Regions from separate parts of the Mus musculus genome. Here regions 1 and 2 are each linked to region 3. The links are chromatin contacts, called in public HiChIP or PLAC-seq and promoter capture Hi-C maps. All regions are on one chromosome and are shown on one strand. The core of a region is the stretch at or near the end of the contact, and the rest is flanking DNA. Distances in the headings are between cores, read along the strand shown. Region 1 holds the start of Mtor (mechanistic target of rapamycin kinase). Region 2 overlaps Gm572 (predicted gene 572). Region 3 holds the start of Exosc10 (exosome component 10).

What was found. Promoter capture Hi-C pulls out the DNA fragments that hold promoters and counts their contacts. HiChIP or PLAC-seq counts read pairs in DNA pulled down with a chosen protein or histone mark.
Region 1: a contact with region 3 is called in a promoter capture Hi-C map of embryonic stem cells, with 4 times the contacts expected there. The contact joins the promoter of Mtor here to the promoter of Exosc10 in region 3. A contact is called at or near these places in 14 of 39 promoter capture datasets (the HPC-7 cell line, HPC-7-derived erythroid cells, cranial neural crest and 8 more), 14 of 484 Hi-C or Micro-C datasets (B cells, CD4 T cells, CD8 T cells and 8 more), 11 of 115 datasets of contacts at active chromatin or transcription factors (the 230-238 cell line, CD8 T cells, the SCID.adh cell line and 4 more) and 4 of 9 other capture datasets (adipose tissue, embryonic stem cells, liver and 1 more).
Region 2: a contact with region 3 is called in an H3K27ac HiChIP or PLAC-seq map of embryonic stem cells, with 7 read pairs. The contact joins the enhancer-like site here to the promoter of Exosc10 in region 3. A contact is called at or near these places in 2 of 39 promoter capture datasets (both in liver), 2 of 115 datasets of contacts at active chromatin or transcription factors (embryonic stem cells and microglia) and 3 of 9 other capture datasets (adipose tissue, liver and pancreatic islet).

What each region holds. Positions count from the first base shown.
Region 1 is chr4:148,447,296-148,449,995 of GRCm38.p6, reverse strand. It overlaps Mtor (mechanistic target of rapamycin kinase), which reads right to left and starts at 1,414. Exons shown (of 58, transcript NM_020009.2): 1 at 1,309-1,414.
Region 2 is chr4:148,649,903-148,652,602 of GRCm38.p6, reverse strand. It overlaps Gm572 (predicted gene 572), which reads right to left. Exons shown (of 12, transcript NM_001368835.1): 2 at 1,361-1,461. Among named protein-coding and RNA genes, the nearest start is that of Gm572, 7.9 kb to the right of the region's middle. Within about 2 kb of position 1,437, at least 25 of the 459 cell types and tissues checked have an H3K27ac peak or open chromatin away from gene starts, as enhancers often do. A contact at or near this core is called in embryonic stem cells and pancreatic islet, where this site is marked.
Region 3 is chr4:148,557,098-148,559,797 of GRCm38.p6, reverse strand. It overlaps Exosc10 (exosome component 10), which reads right to left and starts at 1,379. Exons shown (of 25, transcript NM_016699.3): 1 at 1,220-1,379; 2 at 114-250. The coding sequence starts at 1,330. It overlaps Mtor (mechanistic target of rapamycin kinase), which reads right to left. Exons shown (of 58, transcript NM_020009.2): 58 at 2,113-2,700.

The DNA.
Region 1 (2,700 bases), core at 165-2,664, 110 kb after region 3:
TAGAGTATAACAACCATTCATAGTGTATGGTACAGTATAACAACCATTCATAGTGTATGGTACAGTATAACAACCATTCATAGTGTATGGTACAGTATAACAACCATTCATAGTGTTTGAAGGTAAAAGCAAGGGAGGTGTGATTTAAAGCATACAAAAGGTTATATACAAGTACTGCACCATTTCATAGGACGAACAGGCATTCACTGGGTTGGGAAGGCAGTTCTAGAAACAAATACATACATACACACACACACACCATAGGAAATAGCAACACACTCAAATGGTGAGCTCAACACTATCACTCATTTTTCAACTATGTGATGTTTGTTCCCTCAATAAGTTTACCATCCAGGGGACCCCAATAAAGTGGCCATTAAAAAGGGGCTAGCCCACTATGCCATGGCAGTAACTAACATATACACCTATCCTGCCAGAGTATACTAAAAAACAAAAACAATTCCCGAAGCACTCTGGCTTTGAAAGAATCTGTGAGACACAGCCTAACATGCACAGAACCCCTTGTTCAATCCCCACCACCTCATAACCAAGGCACGATGCCACACATCTTTAAGCCCAGCACTGAGGGAGAGGCAAGAAATTCAAGGTCATGCCGGGGTTAGGGATAAACACAAAACATAAGGAGTAAAATAGTCTTGAAAGGCTTTCAAACGCTACACTACAGGGGGAATAAAATACTATAAAAGGAACTGGGCCGTTTTAGAGCGGAAGAAACCACTACTGAGCGTGTAAGCACACGAGGCAGCGGGAAGGAGACCGACTTGGACTTTCTATTCTCATCACGTCAGTAATTAGACAGTCACTTGAAGGTTTACCCACAAGCCAGCTGCCCCAGGCTGGATTCAAAGTAACTATTTGAGTCACAAATCCCAAAGGTTGTGAGAATGCCTTAGGGGAATTCGAGTTGAAAGGTTGAAACGTGAAGGGAGGGCGTGACCCTGAGGCTGACCCTGCGTGGGCGCGGAGGTCTGGGTTCCTGGCAGGTCTCCATGGTGAAGTGTAGGGGGCAGATCCCGAAACTGGAGCTCCTGGGGACAGGCTCCACCGTCAGTAGGTGGGTCTGGAGTTCCAGGTCCTGAGCCCGAGAAGGAGACCTAAATGCTCCACGGAAGGCCCGGAGCAGATCCGCCAGCCTGCGGGGGTCTCCCCGAGGGCGCGGAGCTGGTGCTGGGGCGCTGTACGGTTCAGACAGGCGGCTTCCCGGGCCTCCCCCAGCACGGCCCACACTGGCTGGGAGTCTGGCCGTCCCGCCAGCCGCAAGCGCCCGACTCCAGGCCCCAGACTCACCGCGCGGCTTCGGCCACCGCCTCAGCTGCCGCCGCCGGAGCCGGTACCGCCGCTTCAGGCCCCCAGCCTCAACACCCGCCTTCCCCGCTGTCTTCTAGGCCAGGGAGGTGGGGAGGGCGGGCTCGTAAGCGCTACAACCAATCAGCGGGCCGAGCTCGAAGATGGGGAGGAACATCCACCAATAATCATGAAGAATTGGAGCTTCGGGACCGGCTTCTCGAGGGCGGGGATTGTTCAAATAGACAAAACGAGCAACCAGTGGCAAGCAAAAGGAGGCGAAGGACTATTCCGAAGAGCCAATCAGTCGTGAGTTGACTTCGGTCACTTCCACGAACACTTCCGGTACGTCGCTACTACAAGTCCCCTCCACACACGCTGTGACCGTGTGGAGCCACGGTTTGGTACCCTAAGGACCTGTTGAAAGAACTGGGGCAGAGGTTAGGGATCGTGCTCGGGATGCTGAGAAGGGGCCGAGTGTCCGACGCTCTCGAATCACTGCAGAAGACATATCTTGGAAATCGGTTCACTGAGGAACTCTTGCTTTCTCGTTTGTAAAACTGAATATGCATTTGCAAGGGTTTTTTTGTTTTTGTTTTTGTTTTTTTTTATTCTCACTGTCCCCAAATTGCCTTACTTGTGAGCTCATTCTCAGGATAAGATGATCACCGAACTACTTTAAATACAAGATTTTAAAGAAAAATCCTTAAAAATTTTTTTTTATTTTTCAAACGGGCAATAGCCGGAGCTAGGGATGTAAACCAGTCGATAAGAGTGTTTGCCCACCCCGGCGTGGTGGTGCACGCCTTTAATCCCAGCACTTGGGAGGTAGAGGCAGGTGGATTTCTGAGTTCGAGGCCAGCCTAGTCTACAGAGTGAGTTCCAGGACAGCCAGGACTACACAGAGAAACCCTGTCTCGAAAAACCAAAAATAAAGAGTGTTTGCCCGATAGGCATGAAAGTCGTGGGTTCAATTCCCAGCACTGTGTAAAGTGCATGCCTGTCTTCCCAGAACTCTGGTGGTGGAGGTTTAGAGGGTCAGAAATTCAAGGTTGAACTAGGGAGATTTCTCAGTGTTTAAGGCCCTTCCAGAGAACCTGCTCCAATATATAAAAATGTATCATTAAAATTTTTCATATGAAATTTATGCAGATCTTTTGTTTAAATCTTTATTTTTTTATCAGTGTTGTAATACACACTGAAAATTCCTAAATAGCTTGAATTAGGAATTTGAGTGAACTATTAAACACATTAATATTAAAAGAAACATGTGAAGCTATTAGTAATGATAATGCAGATAAATATTTGCTAGTAAGGTAAAGATTTCCAATTAGTTGAAAGCGTTAAATGTTTTTAAGTTAAAAAACAAATTAAAAACACACCAAAGTACAAGTT
Region 2 (2,700 bases), core at 188-2,687, 93 kb before region 3:
AACCATTTGTAATGGGATCCGATGCCCTCTTCTGGTGTGTCTGAAGGCAGCTACAGTATATATATATATATATATATATATATATATATATATATATATATATATATATATAAATTCTTTTTTATTATTTTATGTATATGAGTACATTGTTGCTATACAGATGGTGTGAGCATCATGTGGTTGCTGGGAATAGAACTCTGGACCTCTGCTCGCTCCGGGCCCCACTCATTCCAGCCCAAAGATTTATTTATTTATTATGTAAGTACACTGTAGCTGTGTACACAGATGGCTCACAACCATCCGTAATAAGATCTGATGCCCTCTTCTGGTGTGTCTGAAGACAGCTACAGTGTGCGTAGATATAATAATAAATAAATCTTTTTTTTTTTAAAAAAGGAGGGAGTTGGGTGGAGGATCACAACACAGGGCTTGAACCAGAATAAACGTTCAGCAAACATGTGCTACTCTTGTTGTATCTTTTGTGTGGTGAGTGACTGACAATGGAGACCCCAGGACTCAACTGGTTTGAGGAAGTCTGGGCTCTACTAGTCTTTGCCAGGAGATTGATGATAAGTCCCTCACTCCTCTGCACTCTAATGTAAAAATGAGTTAGTGATCCTGGTGCAGTGGTGCACACCTTTAATCCCAGCACTTGAGAGTCAAGAGGCCAGGAGATTTCTTCAAGTTCAAAGCTAGCCTGTCTATATAACAAGTTCCAGGCCAGACAAAGCTGTATATTGAGACCCTGTACCAAAAAACAAAACAAGCTAGGCAGTGGCACACACCTTTGATCCCAGTACTCAGAAGGCAGAGGTAGGCAGATCTCTGAGGCCAGCCTGGTCTGCATCAGAGAGAGTTCCAAAAGGACAGCAGGGGCAACAGAGAAACCTTGTCTTGAAAAAAGCAAAAATCAAACAACAAAGGTCTGGCAATGGTGGCGCACACCTTTAATCCCAGCACTCAGGAGGCAGAGGCAGGCGGATTTCTGAGTTCAAGGCCAGCGTGATCTACATAGTGAGCCCAGGACAGCCAGGGCTACACAGAGAAACCGTGTCTCAAAACAAACAAACAAACAGCAAAGGTGAAAACAACAAACTGTGTTGCCGCCAAGTCTCCCTGCCAGGCCTGGTGCAGAGCCTGTGCCAGATACTTCAAAACAAGTGCTGCCATCCATGTGAGGAAGCCTGGTCCTGCCTCTGGCACCAGCTGCCCTGAGAATCCCAGCACTTGGGCGGCCATCCAGGCCGGTGTGCTGGCTACAGATGCCTTCTGCCTTCCATGTAAGCATGGCAAGTTGTCCGTCTGAGGAGAGGGGACCGCCCAAAGCCTGTTGTGAACCAGAAAAGCTTGATTGATTTACCTGTCAGAGCTCCATGCGCTGGGCGAGGCCTGTCCTTGTTTGACCTGACAGGGAGGATCCATGGGAACACAGCAGGCTGAATGCAAGCCAGACAGATGGCCCTGCAAGGAAGAGCGAAGGGCATGGAGCAGGTGCCCAGCCCAGCAGGGCTGCCTCGGCTGTCTTCATACAGCCGGGCAATTATATCTCATTTTTGGTTCTGTTTTCTTTTCATTTTTTCTTGCTTTTATTGTTGTTGTGTTGTGTTGTGTTTTAAGACAGTGTGCTAATCTTAACCTCGCTATACAGCCCAGGCTAGCCTCTAACTTGGAATCCCTCCTGCCTTTGCCTACCAAATACCCAGATTACAGGTGCGCAGCATCTCCATTACAGCTCATCTAGTCAATTATATTTATGTATATATGGATTTTATTATTTTTTTATTTTTGCTCTGCTACGGGGTCAAATCCAGGGCATCAGAATGCTAAGCAAGCACTCTACCGCTGAATTACACCCTAGCCCCAGAGATATATTGTTTGCATGCCTACCATGGGCAGTAGCCAAGACTTGGACCAAGCAGCAAAGACAAAGAAAGAAATGAATAGTGGAATCTTCCATAGCAAGCAAGCACCAAAGAAGAAACAGGGATGAGAGGCAGGGACGGGAACTGGGGATGCTGAGGGAGGATACTTCCCAGGACATCAATGTAAAAAAAGGGTTTCCGAAAAGGCAACATTGTGATACAGATTTTACAATGAATCCACGTTAAGGATTAAGTCATTATTGATGAGGGAGCCCTGCAGATTTACAGCCAGTTTAAAGGAGAGAGAGAAAAAAGAAAAGAAAAAAGGAGGAGGAGGAGAACAAGAAGAAGAGGAGGAAGAGGAAGAGGAAGAGGAGGAAGAGGAGGAGGAGGAAGAGGAAGAGGAGGAGGAGGAGGAGGAGGAAGAGGAAGAAGAAGAAGAAGAAGAAGAAGAAGAAGAAGAAGAAGAAGAAGAAGAAGAAGAAGAAGAAGAAGAAGAAGAAGAAGAAGGTGGTTTTGTTCTAGAATCCAGGATGTTGGGATGAATTTGCTGACAGACTGACAGACTGACAGACTGACAGACAGACAGACTGCCACAAAGGGAGGCAGAAGTTCTGAATGAACATCCCTGTCACACACACCAACCCTTTGACAAGAATCCTTCCCACACCTCAGGGTTCTCCACAGCTTAAAGAACCACACAGTGTTAGACAGACGACTCCATCATTAAGTACACGATATTCGGGGAAAGCCAGCCTAGGTGAAGTGCACCCCTAATCCCTGCACCGGGGAAGCAGAGTCATGTGGTTCCTAGGGGCTCCCTGGCTAGCTCATCTGT
Region 3 (2,700 bases), core at 130-2,629:
CGTGGTTGGTTGCTGGGATTTGAACTCTGGACCTTTGGAAGAACAGTTAGTGCTCTTAACCGCTCAGCCATCTCTCCAGCCCCTCTTTCTTTCAATCAACGTAATAAACTTACCACTGCAGTAACCTGTCTCCTTGTGTCTCACAGAATGCCTGGAAGGCAGGGAAACTTCTGTAAAAATCATACTCGTCACCGAACTGTGGCAGGCCCCCGGATGCCTTGGTAACTGCCACTACCGACCCAAGTGCAAACTGAAAATCCAGAGAAAAAGACACATTTTAGACACGGATTCCTGTCCATTCAACAGAAATAAATAAAAAAAAAAAACCTCACAAGAGCTGGAGAGACTCAGTGTTAAAAGAGCGCTTAGCACTTCTCTTACAGGACCTGGGTTAGGATGGGCTCAGACATACAGAGATCCGCCTGCCTCTGCCTCCCAAGTGCTGGGATTAAAGGTGTGCACCACTCCCACCCCACTCAGATGACCATTTTATATCCAGTGCTTTCGATAAGACTGTTGTGAGGTAGTTAAGGGTAAACAATCAGAAGCAGCTGTCGTTGATAAATAATGGGTCACAGACCCACCAATACCCTGCCTGCTTACATTATGATTCATAACGGTAGCAAAATTACTGTTACAAATTAGCGACGAAAATAATATATTTTTTTAAACTAACAAGAGGATCGCAATTTACTTTGAAGTTAATGTCTACATAGATTGCTTGCAGCAAGGCCATCAATGAAAATGATCTTACGGTTGGGGGACCCCGGCAGATGGGAGGTGTGAAGGCCTAATGACAGCATCATGAATTTTGTGAACAAAGACTTTAAATAAATTAAAAAAAAAAAAACTCTATGCTCCTTCTCAAGAGGTCCTTTGACACTTGGAGAGGCTTGATGTCACCCGTGACGGGGGACAGTCAACCCACGAGATTGGGGTAACGGACGTCAGGGCAGCAGCGGGGTGAGCAATGGGAGGGAGCGTCTCCCAGCTGTCGGGCCCCTCGGGAGAGGTAGTGACAAGGACGCCCCTCCGAGGCCGCGGACACGGCTCGACACGCGAAGCCACACGCGCTCACACCGGAAGCGCGGAGCCCTCCTCTCCCGCTCTCCGTGCGCGCCGTCAGGCCGCCGTGACGGGCGCCGGAAGCCCGTAGCCTCAGACCCGTTTCCGGCCAGAACAGGGGGCTCCTGGGGAGCCCCAGGGCCCGCGAACTCACCTTTACGAAGCTGTCTGCATCGGGGAAGCCAGGCAGTACCATCTCCGCGTCAGGCTTGGTCGCACTGGTCGCCGGCGCGGACTGATGCTCCCGGGGACTGGGAGGCGCCATTTTTCCGTCCTAGGGCGGCTCTTCTCGCGAGATTGTTCCGGCTGCCCGAGGCGGGCGTAACACGCATGCGCGCGGTTAAATCCTCCCCCCACCCCTCACCAAGTAGCGTAGCTTTGTGGGTCTTGCCTTAACGATGGGGAAATTTAGGCTTTTCTTTGATTTCACGCTGTATCCTAACAAACCTGTGGCCTCGCCTGAGAACTGGAGGGAGGGTACAATCAAAATCACATTTAAAGCTAGCTCTTCACCTCCGATCCGCCTGCCTCATCCACTCAAGTGCTGGGATTAAAGACGTGCAAAACCACGTTAGGATTGGGTTTTTCCAATTTGTTTAAAACATTGGGCGAGGGAGGGAAGGGAGGTTTTGAAGCAGTTAAGAACACTCGCTGTTTTTTTTTAAAGAGGACCACAGCACGCAGGCTTGAAGTTCATGACCACTTGTAACTCCAGTTCCAAGGGAGCAGATGACTTCAACTGGCTGACATGGGCACCCATACACATACATACATGTGCCATACTGATAAAGTGACACGCCTATGTGTGTGTGTGTGTATGTATGTATGTATGTATGTATGTATGTATGTATGTATGTATTCTCGTTTATTATGACAGGGTTTTCTGTGTAGTCCTGAAACTCAAGAGACCCATGGTTGCCTGTCTAGTGCTGGAATGTAATGGTGTTAGCTCCTGTGCCTGTTAGTCAGTGGCTCACCACTGAGTTTAATCCAAAGCCCAATAACAGAATTTACAAAATGATGAACAGAAAGCCAGTCATACACATATATGCTTTTAAAATTCTGATGTCATTTATTGGCACAAAATTTACTCAGATACAACGTGGTGTCTAGATGTGGCTTTACTTTATACTTTGTGTATTTAGTTGGATATTTACTTTGCTTATAACTCACAACCTGCTCTAGTGTGTCCCTCTGTGATCAGCATTTATGTTCTGAGTCCCTGCTGCAAATACAGCATATCCCTCCCTCACTGAACACAGTAGAGCCAGTGTGGCCCCGCATGGAGATCCTTGGCACACCTGCTCATGCCCGGTGGCCAGGCTTCTGAACAAATGTCCTCCTGGAAGGGCAGGTCTTGTGAGTTTCAGCATCGTGGGGTCAGGCGGAAGACAGACTCTCTTAGCCATGTTGGCCCATCCTGCAAATGTCGCCACTGCATCCAGGGACGGGTGAGGTAACAGGATAGTGGAGTGCCGACCTCTGTGTCCTTGCCGTTGGAGCCCCTGGTTGAGAGGACCAACTGGATTATTCTGTCAGCAATGTTTATGATGAGTTTTCTTGTAAGTTAAGTCAAAACCCGTATTTCTCAGTTACCCATCTTCTGTTCTCCCAAAATCCAAGGCTTGGCTTCTG